2 separate regions of the Mus musculus genome follow, and region 1 is linked to region 2. Evidence: chromatin contacts called from public HiChIP or PLAC-seq data. All regions are on one chromosome and are shown on one strand. The core of a region is the stretch at or near the end of the contact, and the rest is flanking DNA. Distances in the headings are between cores, read along the strand shown.

What was found. HiChIP or PLAC-seq counts read pairs in DNA pulled down with a chosen protein or histone mark.
Region 1: a contact with region 2 is called in a FOXA1 HiChIP or PLAC-seq map of pancreatic cancer cells. The contact joins two enhancer-like sites. A contact is called at or near these places in 1 of 115 datasets of contacts at active chromatin or transcription factors (pancreatic cancer cells) and 1 of 9 other capture datasets (embryonic stem cells).

What each region holds. Positions count from the first base shown.
Region 1 is chr1:180,382,407-180,389,819 of GRCm38.p6, reverse strand. The region is part of intron 2 of Itpkb (inositol 1,4,5-trisphosphate 3-kinase B); the gene reads right to left. Among named protein-coding and RNA genes, the nearest start is that of Gm39712, 22 kb to the left of the region's middle. Within about 2 kb of position 2,154, at least 389 of the 459 cell types and tissues checked have an H3K27ac peak or open chromatin away from gene starts, as enhancers often do. A contact at or near this core is called in pancreatic cancer cells, where this site is marked.
Region 2 is chr1:179,845,285-179,852,138 of GRCm38.p6, reverse strand. No RefSeq gene overlaps it. Among named protein-coding and RNA genes, the nearest start is that of Gm31668, 30 kb to the left of the region's middle. Within about 2 kb of position 4,233, at least 166 of the 459 cell types and tissues checked have an H3K27ac peak or open chromatin away from gene starts, as enhancers often do. A contact at or near this core is called in pancreatic cancer cells, where this site is marked.

The sequences.
Region 1 (7,413 bases), core at 905-3,404, 540 kb before region 2:
ATATAATATCTTGTATGTGTGCATGTGTGTGTGTGTGTGTATGAATTCTTTTAAAAAGACAGATTTCTGGCTAACGGTAGAGTCTACATTTAGGTAGAAGTGTTGCACTCCAGAACATGCCCGCTGGTCACACTTGTCTAAATGTTAACCACAGTATGAAAAGTATTCAGTCGGAGAGGCTTTGCAAAAGAAGCAACAAGTGAGTGGTGTTTATTGACTAACCAGGCAGAGTGGCCTAGGGAAAGTCAAATAAAATTCCACGGAGGTGAGCGAGCAGGCACTTCTGAGGCAGCATCAAGAACACCATTCTACTCAGTGCATGGAGACACCGGGCTGCAGGCCTCTCACAGGGCGCTGCCTAGCTAGGGCAACTAAAGTGGGAGGGAGGTTGGAAATTGGTCTCCAGAGCACAGCTGAGCGTTCATTCTGGCTGTCCTTTCCTAGTCTCGTGTGACTTCAAGTCGACCTGTGTGTGTCCTTGTGGACTTCTATATCTGTAACATGAGCTTGGGACATTGACAATGAATAGGAAAAGTGTCTAGCAGTAAATGATACCAAAATGGTCATCGTTGTTATCATAACCAATCTTGGTCTGGGTAAGAAAGGTTGAATTCCGTACTTGGGCAGCAGGGGTTGGGGTATGGGTGGTAGGTAGTGGTGTGTGCTGGGGATATAACCCAAGGACTGAGGCATGCTGGGCAAACACTCTACCACTGAGCTGCACTACCGGGTCCAGCTCCATTTAAGTATGCTTTTGTTGTTATGTGGTAATATGCTTTTGAAACTGTTTCACTCTGCAGCCCAGACTCATCCAAAAGGTACTATGTAGCACAGGTTGGTGTAGATCCTCCTGCTTAGCCTCCCACGTGTTGGGTTTACAGGAGTGAGCCACCAACCTGGCCCCATTTGCCCTTTTGTAATCAAACAAACAAACAACAAACAAACAAACAAACAAAACAGAGCTGAGCTACAGCTTTGGTAAGGTTTGTTCACAGGAGACTCATTCTAAGCCACTCAGTTACCAGGAAGGTGGTTTCCTGTGTTTAGAGTGAGGCCACCCCAGAAGGGCTCACAGGTGTCAATCAACAACTCTGCTGGAGAAAAGGGGCAGGCAGCCAGGATGCAGGAAGGGGGCATCCCCAGGGCCAAGCCCTAGGCAAGCATTACTCTGAGGGTAAGTCTGCATGGGAAAGGCTGTCCTGGGAGTCCCTAGTCACTTTCTCTAGGGATTAGAGCTTTGGTTCCTTTCCAAAACAGCACTTACTGACTCTCAACATGTTCCTGTTGTTCGTTTTGATTGCAATCTTGCCATTTGTGAAAATTAAAACATACCTGGATGCTAAAGAAGACTATCTCCTAATGTGCCAGCCATCTCCTGGGTCCCCTCATCCCTTCGGTGCCTTTGATCTCTTTTAAGTCTGGTGTATTACACTCCTGGAATTTAGAGAGGAGCTAATCTTGTCTTACAGTGTCTTGAGTCTGACAACCCCCAAGCCAAATATGTCAGTTCTCAGCCTCCACGCAGAAAACAGACTGATTAACCACATGAAGGCAGACACCAGGGGTCTTTGAGATGCTGTGGATAGAATGGTTCCCGAGGAATATCTTTAACGTTCTAGTTCCCTTTTAACTGATGTTTGGGGGAGGGGGAGATAAGAGATGGACATTTTTCTCTATCAGGGTAACTCAAGGCTTTACTTAAAATTGCTTAGGAATGGTAATAAACACAAGCAATGCATGAGGAAAAACCTACCAAGGATGACTGCAAGGATTTTTATTTCGTTCTCTGAATTAACCCACAACAGATGTGAATGTTTCAAAAAAAAAAAAAAAAGTTAAATGTTACTGTTTTAAATCACATTTCACAGGCAAGAGCCAAGAAAGCGTCTGACTTTTGAAACCACTTTCACCAGTGTAGAAGGCGTCGTTCTCAGCTGGAGAGAAAAATCTGAGAGGAATCCAGAGAATGCCACGCAGGGGAGAAGACAGAAATGTCTCTGTAGTCTCTTACTGATGTCGGAGTCTAGGACCTGTTCACCGAGGCTAACAGCTCAAAGTCATCAGAGCCCTCAGGCCGCTAGGGACCGCTCCAGGGTGGCACATCCCATTCCTGATGGAGGGTGGGGCCTGCAGGCATAGGGTGTCCAGGACATGGCTCCACCCCGCCTTTCCATGACGTCAGGCTCCGGGGGAAGGGCCGAGTGCGTGAGAGGCGGGGCACTGCGCTAGGAAAGAAGGGCGGAGCTAAATAAGGGGTGGGCCGGAAGAAGGGAGGGCATTGCAGAGGAGGGAGGGGCGGAGCAGAGTTAGGGGAAGCCGGAGTTCTAAGACTCTGACAAAGCGCTAGTCTTCCTTCCTGAAACCAGTTTGCCTTCCTGAAAGGCAGCCCCGACTTTATAACTTAGTTTGGAGGGAGAGGTCGGAGGTAGGGAATGTCTGTGGCCACGAGTAGAGGGGACAGAAATTCGTCCCTTTTATGACCAGAAGAATTAATGCTAAACAATCAGGGAACTTTAAGGAAAAGGAGAGCAACGACTCCACAGAAGAGAGGAAGAGGAATAGAGAGTGCGCATGTTTCCCAGCAGGTACACAGAGGCAGACATCTGTGAAAGGAATTTGTTTAGAGTCGCGACTCAGTTTAGTTGAAGCAAAAGCAAAGTCAGAGAGAGGAACTGAACAGTTTCTGTTGTCCCAGACACAATTTAAAGCGAATTTGTCCACTGACGGACCTTCTCTGTCCACGTGCCTTAAAGCCTCTGGACACAGCAGAGCCTGTCCCTGGGGCCAAGCAAGGGAGAAAATTCAATGTGAATGCAAGACACCTCCATCCCGATCAGGGCGCTCAAGCCTTGTGAGAAAGGGTCCCCCAGATGAACAAGTGGTCAGCATTTGAGGCCAAGTCCCTGTCCCTGTGTTTGCCAGCTCCTTTAGAATCGCTGGAACCTCCACTTGAGCCGGGGGGGGGGGGGAGAGGGAAAACAGGGGGGGGGCGGGAGGGGTGGTGGTTGGGGGGTCAACCTGTATCACTTGTGTGGACATTTACCTTAACACCTTGCTCAGCTTGCCTCCTCTCACTATGTAAAATTCAGTGATACATCAGAAAACAGTACTTGGGGCACACAGCCCCCACACACTGCTGCAGCCCCCCCCCAACCTCTGTCTCTTTTCTGGGACCCACAGTCCCAGCTGACACGGCCCTCTGCCCTAAGGGATGGTACTTTATTACTGTGGATTAGTCAGCGAGTCTGTTCCTATAGACACTACCATCCTTCAAAAGGTGAAAAGAAAGGGAAGAGAAGGAATTAGTAATACACTGTGGGTATATATTCCATTCCTGTCGTTACTCAAGAGAGCTCCCACCTATTCCCTGAGCTAGGCCAGAGTTGGGAAGTCTTAAGAAACGGATACAACTACAGGCCAAATCTAGCTCAGGCTAGCTGACAGAATGCAACTGCTTATAGCATATAGAAAAACACCTTCATCAAGGTAAAATGTTTGATCCCAATATTAAATATAAGCTCTAAAAGAAAGATCAATTTACAGCTGGGCACTGGTGGCACACACTTTTAATCCCAGCACTGGGGAAGCAGAGGCAGGTGGAGCTCTGGATTCCAGGCCAGCCTGCTCTACAAAGGTAGTTCCAGGACAGCGAAGATATCCTGTCTGGAAAAATAAAAAACAAAAAACAAAACAAAAAAAGTTTACATATCTTTGCATGGTGTAGATTTGGGAGGTGGGCAGATGGGCTTTCTCCTTTTCCTTCTGCATCACGTACATGCCTGAGCACTGAGAAAGTAAGCAATACAGGTCCATCTTAGCATCCTGAAGAACATAATTTACAACTCTTGGGCAGTTGTCCTGTCTTCCCCTCCTAAATAAGTGTCTGCGAACAGGCTACGGTGGCACACACCTGTAATCTAAGCAGCCAGGAGACAGAAGCAGTGTGGTTGTAGCTCAAGGCTATCTACAGCTACAGAACAAGTTTGAGGCCAGGCTGCCCCATTGCCTTGAAGCCCTTTGGACACAGCAGAGCCTGTCCCTGGGAGCACAGGTGACTGTCTAAAAAACACACAAGCAAAGAAATAAATGTCTGTATTAAAAAATATTGACATCCATGTTAGGGCTCAACGTTGCATATAGAATGAATGATGTTGGTAAACAGCTGAAGATGGTGGGCTGAAAGCCATCTCAGCTTCCTTAAGGGCCCCAGGTAACTCCCATCTCCATGAGCAAGCACAGTCAAGGTTGGCAGTGGGGTGGTTCTTAGCCTTGGCCACACATCAGCGTCACTTGGGACTTATCGCCCGTGTCCCTCCCTCTCTTAGTTTCTGACCTAAGCAGTTTAGAATGCAGTATGGCACCGAGACTCATTAAAGCTTCCAAAGTTTTTCCAAAATGCAGCTCAGGCCAGATCCACCTGGCTTGTGTTTAATCAAAATGGTCCAAGAGGGCTACGAATGCATAAGTGTCAGTCAGCAAGCAGGTCTGGTTCTTGGAAACAGGGCAACTCAGACACTCGTATGCATTCACAGTGAAATAGCTTTTCGTTGTTTGTTTGTTAGTTTGTTTTCTTGTCTTATTCTCACAGTGAAATAGATGACAAGGGGAGGGGTGGGAACCAGGTAGGCAGAAATTTACATCTAAGCCCCCACACCTCCTTCCCTCCCCTCCTTGTGACTTGGGCCAAGCCACTTAACTGCTGTGAACCTTGGTTTTGTCACATGTACAATGGGTGTGGCAGTAATTAATAATACCTCCTTTGCAGGGTGGAAGAATTAGCTATACTAGTCATTACCTGAGCCATCCAAAGACCTCTAAGCATTGCCTGTGACTGTTAACAAATAAATTGGCCACAGAATTAGATATGTTTAATATGTGAAGAGAAGATGCCGTCGGCTGGCAGTCCTCTTCCGAGGGAAGGACCCATTTAGAGATTCCTGTTCCTTGGAAGCAGTTGCGAAAGCCAAAGAAACTAAGAGTGCTGTGGAAGCAGGCAGGCACCGCCCAAGCACCCAGGACGCCTCACTTGGGTTCCCCACCCGAGGTCACTTGTAAATTCCACCTCAGGGGAGGGTGTGTGTTTCCAAGGACAGCTTGGCTGTATCTGGCTTTCTACCTCCCACAGTGGGCGGCTGCCACATTATGCTATCGCAAAGCGCAAAGCGTTCTGCAGAAGACAGGTCTGTCTGCCCCAGCCTCACGCCTACCTTCTTCCCACACCCTATTGTGAGACTCTGAGGGAAGCCAGGCCCCAGAGGAGCAGCTAGCCAGGCAACATGTCATGTGTTCCTTACAAACTGTGTGAAGCCCGTTGGAAGAGACAGATACTGGGACTCTGACAGGCATGTGAGGCAGAGAGGAGGAGGAAGGAATACCAAGCCAGCACTAGTGGTTCCTGAGCAGCCAGGAATAAAACAACCTCTCAGTAAAACCACTATTACCCTTCCTAACCTCTCCTTTTCCCTTTAACGTCTAAATGGCTGAGGAAGCGCTTTTGCATATGCATATTTCCCTTGATGCTCAGAACAGCCCTCTATAAAAGCATCGATGACATAGGATTAAGACCAGTCCAGTTCACTAATAAGAAAGCAGAAGCTCAAGGAAGACACAACTCATCAAAGGGAAACCAAGACTGGGACCCATGTCTGTATAACGAGAACCCACTTGCTCCACCATGCCATGGGCCTTGCTGGTAACCAACTCAAAGGCCTTATGGCCGCTACGTGGTGTGTCACCTGTGAATGCGGAGCTTGGGGCAGGGGGTTTTTGGATATAAAACTAATCCAAGCGCTAGCTGAGTTACTCTGGTTAGAGTCCTGATTCTAACGCTGAGCTGGGTAACCCATCACACCCTCAATCTTCACTTCATCTGAGAGAATGGCAAAGCCACCTGCCCAATGACAGGACGAAGGGGGACCTAAAGTTACAAAAGTCAACCCCTGAGCACCTTTGTAACATCTATGTCCACGGCATAGCCTTCCTCTCCTTATGCACCTTTGTTTTAAAAGGCTGTCAGAAGAGGGCATGGACCCCCTGGGACTGGAGTTATAAATGGTTGTGAGTCACCATGGAGGTGCTAGGAATTGAACGAGGGTCCTCTGCAAGAGAAACAAATGTTCTTAACCGCTGTGACTCATCTTCTGCCAAACCCTTACCAGCCAGCTTGCCTGGCATGAGGCTTCCAGGAGGGAAATAGTGGTCTGTATGCAGCAGTAGGCAAGCAGGCTCCCCAGCCTGCCTGCATTCCTGTTCAAAGAGCATGCTTCTCTCGGTGTGGGGGAGGGGATCAGAAGCTGCACCTTTAAAAAAATGGTATGTATGTATGTATGTATGTATGTATGTATGCATGCATGTATGTTCCCTTCCACAGTAGAGGGCATGAGAAAAAGTCCTTAGGAAAGTCAGCCACATCACAGGAAGGGTCTTGGAAATAAAATATTGTCACTGTTCTCATTTGTGAGATATGGTCCATCATCGTGATAAACCTTACAAACCAGAAAGCCAAGCACTGACATCCCAGGACTTCTAGGAGGCTCGTAGGTAAGAACCAAGTCTAGATCTGCCAGGGCCATGTGCTGTCCCACTGTCCCACCCTCTAACCTCCACTTGTTCATACCCTCAGGTCAGCATTGCCCAGGGTGCAGAATACCAGACTCACAATCAGCTGGGTTTCAAGCCCTCCATGGGAGGAAGGGTAAAAGCTGCTCACGGGTAGGTCCTCCTCCTCCTCATTTTTTTTTCTTTAACATATTTTTTTTAAGAGCCCAGATCTTGCTATGTTGTAGAACTTCTGGCCTCCAGTTACTCTCTCACAGAAGCTGTCTGAGTTAGGAGGACTAAGTTGGCACCTCTATGGGCAGCTTCGCCCCCCCCTACCCCCCAAAGCCGGTGCTGATCTGAGCGTGGCGGAACGCCTTTAAGCTCAGCACTCGGGAGGGAGAGGCAGGTGACTCTCTGAGAGTTCCAGGCTAACCAAAGCTACATAGTGAGACCATGTCACAAACAAACAAACACATGCCTGTGTAGATGTGGAAAGCAAATGACACAGAAAGATGCTACCTTCCAGGTACCCAGAGGGAAACAGCCCTTCACCAGGAGAGACACAATGGGTCTTTGTCATTGGGGAGCATGTCTTTATAAAAGCTTAAATCTGTTAACGTTCCCTTCTGACATGTGCTCTTGTTGTCCACGGGCTATTTTAACAGCCTTTGAATGCCTCACCGAAAAATTTGGCTCATGCTGGCCTGCATGTTCAGTAACTGCTCCATAGCACGATGACAGCCGACTGGGCCCCACCCCTGCCCCAGGGGCTGGCAACAAAGGCCCACTCACCATTTCCCAGTCCTGCCGAGTTCTCTCGGGTCTTCTGGCCATTGATAACACAGATTTCAACTGTGGATCCTTGTTCCTTCG
Region 2 (6,854 bases), core at 2,984-5,483:
ACTTGCCCCTCCTCCCTAGACCTACACCCTGTTCATCCAACTGCAATCTAGGTTCTATCCTACTGTGATCTGAAGCTGAGTTTATCCAGGTCATGAAAGTGAGTTCTCTAACGAGAAATACAGGACTCCCTCTGCCCTATATCCAGCACAGTCTAGGCTGCCTCTCCTCCCTGCACCTCTAGGCTAGATCTCCTTCCTACTTTGTACCCCTATTGTTTCTTCCTTTTCCTCTTCCTTTTCCTTTTCCTCTTCCTCTTCTCCTCCTCCTCCTCCTTCTCCTCCTCGTCTTCCTTTTTCTCTCCTCCCCCTTCTCTGACTTTACCAGCCCCTGCAGCCCGCAGCTTGTCCCCTCTATTCTTTCTATTGAGACCACAACTTCCATATTCATAACTGTTATCTGTGGCTCTAGTTGATTTTTATTTTTAAAAATTACAATGCAGTCTGATGTAACAGCACACATGTGTGATCTCACCACTCAGCAGGCAGAGGCAGGAGGATCACAGGTTCAAGGCTAGCCTGACCACATAGAAAGTTCCAGGCCAGCCTTGACTGCTGGAGACCCTGTAATAAAATGAACATGGCTACAATTTACACCCCCACCCCCACTCCCACTTTTGGCTTTTTAGAAATTGTAACCACTACTGGCAGTGAAGTCCAATGATGGAGCACTTGTCTATCATGTTTAAAGGCCTTGGGTTTGATCCCTGGCACTGCAAAATAAAAATAAATAATATTTTATTTTATTTTACGTTGCTTTTCACTAGCAGAGGATGGTGCACTGTGGAGGCCAGAGGCCAATCCTGTAGAACTGGATCACTCCTTCCACCTTTTCAATGGGTTCTGGGTATTGAACTGGGGCCACCAGGCTTGCACAGCAATCACCTTTACTCGGTGAGCCATTTCATCAGCCCCAACAGTAACCATTTTCAGCATAGAGTCTAGAGGCATTAGGTACCTTTACGTTGACATGCGGCCATCCCCACCATCTATTGTGAGAGCTCTTTACCTTACAAAACTGAGATTCTACCATAACCACTCGGCCACTACTCCCCCTCTGCCCTCTCTCCACATCTTGGCAGCTGACATTCTACTTTTCATTTCTATGAGTTTGGTCAATGTAGACCTCTCAGTAGAGATAGAATAACATAATATTTGTCTTGTGTATGTGAGAGAGAGAGAGAGACAGAGAGACAGAGACAGAGAGAGAGAGAGAGAGAGAGAGAGAGAGAGAAAGAGAGAGAGAGAGAGAGAGAGAGAGAGAGAGAGAGAGAGAGAGAGAGAGAGAGAGAGAGAGAGAGACTGGCTTGTTTTACTTAACACATCATCTTCTGGGTTCTTCCATGAGATAGAATGAACCAAATTTTCCTTTGTGTCTGTGTGTGTGTGTGTGTGTGTGTGTGTGTGTGTGTGTGTGGTTTTACTTAACACATCATCTTCTAGGTTCTTCCATGAGATAAAATGAATCAAATTTTCCTCTGTGATTGTGTGTGTGCACAAAGTTCCTAGTGGTCTAGAGGATAGAGAACTTAATGAACAGTGTGTGTGCATGCACTGCAGGGAAAACCCTTGAAGTCCTGAGTAAAGCAAAAGGGGAGATGATGGATGCCTTCTCCTCCTCCTCTTCCTCTTCTTCCTCCTCCCCCTCCCCTCCTCCTCCTCCTCCTCCTCCTCCTCCTTCTTCTTCTTCTTCTAAGATTTATTTATTTATTTATTTTTAAGATGTATTTATTTGTCTATTTCATGTCTGTGAGTACACTGTTGCTATTTTCAGACACACCAGAAGAGAGCATCAGATCCCACTACAGATGGTTGTGAGCCACCATGTGGTTGCTAGGAAATGAACTCAAGTCCTCTGGAAGAGCTCTTAACCGCCGAGCCGTCTCTCCAGCCCCTCATTCCTTTTTTGTTGCTGTGATAAAGCACCCTGACAAAATCAACTCCAGAGAGAAAGGGCTTATTTCAGCTCACAGTTCCAGATGCCCGGCCCACGGCAGAAACGACAAGGCAGCTTGGTCACACTGCCTCTCCAACAGGAAGCAGAGTGGGATGAACACATGTCTGTCAACTGCTCAGCAATCTTTCTCCAGTTACACAATTCAGGACCTCTGTCAGGGAATGGCTCCCCCACAGAGGTAGCTTCCCACCTCTGAACACAATCAAGACTATCTTCCACGGGTGAGTGCACACACATACACACACATGCACACACCCAATGAGTGCACACACATACACACACATGCACACACCCAACGAGTGCACACACATACACACACATGCACACACCCAACGAGTGCACACACATACACACACATGCACACACCCAACTTCCAGATCCTCTAGATTGTGCCAGGTTGACAAGTCACACTCACCATCACAAAGTATACGTGTAGTTATTGTTTTGGGGTCAGAACATCCATATTCCCTCCCCTTCAACACCAGTCAGTGCTCCTTGTTCTCAGGTCCTGGGACTCAGACTGAATTATGTCACTAACCAGCAGACCGCGGACTGTGGAACTTCTCCTAGTTTATACACGTACCCTTCTGGTTCTACTGCTCTGGAGAACCGTGCCTGCTGTAACTGGTCAAGAACTATCTCAGGTAATAGAGGCAATTAGCAAAAATGTGGGTGTGAGATAGAGATAGAGATATATAGATAAATAGATGATAATAGATAGATGATAGATAGATAGATAGATAGGTAGATAGATAGCTGGCTGACAATTTCAAGTTATTCAAGGTGGCTGGAACACAGGAAGCTGGAGGCAAAGAGAAGTGGCCATAGACAAAATCATATCATGTTTGCTAGTACCAGGAAATCCAAGATACCAAAAACATGGAACTATTCTACAAGGCCTGTTAGAGATGATCTGTGAGCATCAGGGTTCAAAATTAGCAGTATCTGATAGTATAAATCATGATATCCTTGCAGAGTCTTTGGATTAAAGGATGGATGCGCTGTTGCCATAATTCTGGTCCCAAATGTTCCCCCAAGGTCTGTGTGTTAGAAACTTGGTCACCAGCCTGTGATGTTGCTGGGGTGGTGCCCGATAGAAGGAAGTTAGGTGTCCGAGGGTGCTCTGAGGCCCCTTCCTTTCTCTCTGCTTCCCAGCTGCCACGAGGTGAATGCGCCTCTTCTGCTCTGTGTGATCACCGTCATGACCTGTGCCACCACAGGCTCAGAGCAGAGGGCGGACAACCGTGGACTGAAACTTCTGAAATCAGGAGCCAAAATAATGGATTTCCTTTTCAAAGTGGATTCTGTCAGGTACCTTGTTACAGCCATGTAGCGCCGACTCTCACACACAGCTATGCACCTCAGATCTTCGGCTCACGTTTGCTGAACTGAGCAGATAGATGCACAGATTCCCCAGGCTCAATTCCGAACACTGAGTGAACCAGGCGAGGTGTGCATACCTATAATCCCAGTACTCAGGAGGTGGAGGCAGGCAAGATGACGTTTAGAGTGAGTTTGAGGTTAGCCTGGGCCAAATGAGATCTGAAAACAAAACAAAACAAAACAAACAAACAAACAAAAGCAGGAGGAGGAGGAAAAGGACAGACCTGTCAGATTGGCAAGAAAGACAGATCCTCCAAGGGTTGTCATGTAGTAGATTCAGCTCTGCACACTAAATTACAAAAAACAGCCCTGGGGCTAGGGCAGGCCCTGGATTCTGAAGTTTGCTCCTTTGGCTATGGCATGCGTGCTGTACTTCTTTACCTGCTAGCTAGCCTACCCTCCTTCTTTGCCCCTTACCTTACTTGATAAATCTCAGCCTTTTGCTTACACACTTGTGAGCCTATCCCATAGCCTGTTGGAGCCCGTCTTCCTCTCTGGGCAGGCTCAGACTTTAACCGCGTTCCCAGGTCTACCCCCACCTCCAGAATCACCTGGGCTCAGCCTGTCTCATTCTTTGACCCTCAGGTCTGAGGTAGTCTAGAAAGAATGTCCCTGTTGGTCGGCAGCTTGGCTGGGAAAGGACAGCGCTGTCGCAGGAAGCCTGTGTAAAGCGGCCGCAACCAAAAATAAAGGAGGGCCCGCCACAAAAATTACTGACTCAGTCGAGGCCTCTGTCCCGGGAAACATTCCCCGGATAAGTCACACCCTCAGGCGGCCGAGGCTGCTCAGAAAGACCTTTTTAGAGAAACTGGAATGGGGGGTTGGGGGGAGGAATTTTCCAAGAAGTCCTGGGCGGGAAGCTAGGCTGGGCGATGGGGAAGTGAACGGCTAGTTTCCATTTGCTGCCACCTCCCGGGAGATCTGAGAACTGCAGGTCTGCCTGGGGAGCAGGGTCACCGGGACGAGCAGCCCTGAAGTTAGGTCCCACTTTGTGAGGCTGCAGTTGGAGGGAAGGTGACAATCACAGACCATTTTGATGCAAAGGAAGAAAGGAAAAGTGCAGGCTATGAGCCTTCCGTTTCCGGTAGGTTTTCATGTCCTCAATTTCTAAGCCAAAACACCTCCTGCCATTCCTCCCACTTTTCCCTTTTCCACTTCTCTCTCGACTGATGGGAACTCCCTTCCTCCTCCTTCCTAAACAGCTTTCTCCCATCAATCCATCCTGCTCAGGGCAGCCAGTTTAAAACCACTTAGTCGTTCATGGATGCCCAAGGTCCCATTGAACACCCAACTCCTCAGACCCACCCACAAACTCTTCCTCACCTTCAGGAAGTCACTCTTTCCAGTTCCGTCCACCGAGTGAATTTCTCCCCGTTCCTCTCTATCCGTTTCAACCCATTCACCCTTCAAATAGCAGCGCTCCCATCAATCACTGCTCAGGGAAAGTCCCTGACCTGCAAAACTCAGCTCCTTCTGCCATCCACTAACACTTCTCACACTATCTTCAAGGCCAGTACCACAGTCTAATGACTGTATCTACTCATTTAATTCGTATCTCATTTCCCCTAAACTGCAAATCCACTATCACTGACATATTAAATCTGACATAGTAGTAAATTCTGAATAATATTTGGAATGAAAGTCAGGCATAGTGGCTCATACCTATAAATCCAGCACTTGGAAGGCAGGAATTTAACATGATCACATACACACAGATCTATATAGCGTGTATACATTTTCATATATACACATGTATACATACACACATCCAATGTATATATATGTATATATCGTATATCTATACATATATATGTGTGTGTATTTATATATACACACATACATATAAACACATATACACATACATGCATACACGCACACACATACACACCCTGAGGCATTTTCTTTCTATCTTTCTTTTCTTTCTTTCTTTCTTTCTTTCTTTCTTTCTTTCTTTCTTCCTTCCTTCCTTTCTTTCTTTCTTTCTTTCTTTCTTTCAAGTAGGGTCTCTCTATGCTATCTTGGCTGTTCTAGAACTCACTATGTGGACCAGGCTGGCCTCGAACTTACAGAGATCTGCCTGCCTCTGCCTCCTGAATCCTGGGATTAAAGGCATCACCACTACTCCAGGCTATGTGGATTTTTCATATGCAAAACAGAAGAATGGTGAAGCCTGGCCTGCTCGGTGCATTAATAACTGTAGGCTTAGAGTTTTCAAAACCCACTTTTAATAAGGGGTTCTCAAACTCTCCGGCACCCCCCCTTCTAGCCCACCATCCAAAAGTAGGGGAGAAAAGATGGTAAACAGGACAAGGGGACGTGGGCCTGTTTAGAAGTAGTTCTTTGGGGCAACTCCAATCTCTGTTCATCATGATACCAGCAGTCCAGATTAGTAGTGTCAGGATACTGTGCCTCTCTCAATGAAGTGAAGATCAGTGAGGACTTGAGACCAACTAAGCATTGCAAAGCTAGCTTTCACGTGTCCTCCCCTGGGTCTTACCTCAGCAACGTGCCACATGAGTCTGCATCCCATGACACAACCAGAAACTTGCGCGGGAAGTAACTTTTCTTGTTGCTCTAATAAAAGCAACTGAAGGAAGGAACGGAAGGGTTTGATTTCGGCTCACAGCTTGAAGGTATGGGAGTCTGAGAGGCAGCTGTCACTGGCGCAGTCTAGGCCTCTGCCCCGAGAATCATTCCCTAGAAAAGTCACAGCCCGCCTTAGTGGAGGAAGCAGGGGGAGATGAAGGCCTTCTCAGCTTGCCTCTTCCTTTTTCTTCAGTCCAGGACCCCAGTCCACCGGAAGGTGCCGCCCACATCTAGGGTTGGCCCTCCCACCAAATTACCCCATTCTAGAAGCACCTCGCAGGCACGCCCAGAGATCTGTGTCCTAGGAAACTCTAGATCCTGCCAAGTCGACTGTCTTTATTAACTGAGGCGGCAGTGCATTGATGGGTAAGGGGGATGATGTGTGGGATAAAGGGAGCAGAACTGAGGGGTGAAGTGAGGAGGGACCATAGCAGAAAGAAAGCCACTTATATGCCCCATTACAGGGGAATGCCCGGATCAAGAAGTGGGAGTGGGTGGGTAGGGGAGCAGGGCGGCGGCGGGGGGTATAGGGAACTTTCGGGATAGCATTTGAAATGTAAATGAAGAAAATATCTAATAAAAAATTGAAAAAAGAAAGGAAGGAAGAAAGAAAGAAAGCCAGCCACTGAACTGGTGACTCGTAAAATCCTGATGGTGCCAATAGGTAAATAACAAAAGAAAATAAATATTGAATCCCCCTGTTCTAGTTAATTCTTGTTGTTATGATAAGACATTTGGCCAAATTCAGAGGAGGAAAGAATTTATTTATTTATACTTCCTGGTCACAGTCCATCACTAAGGGAAGTCAGGGCAGGAACTTGAGGCAGGAACCTGGAGGCAGGGGCCACAGAGGAGCTCTGTTTGCTGGCTCACCCCCTGGCTTAGACTCAGCTAGGTTTCTTATAAAGCCCAGGTGCAATTTCTTAGGGAT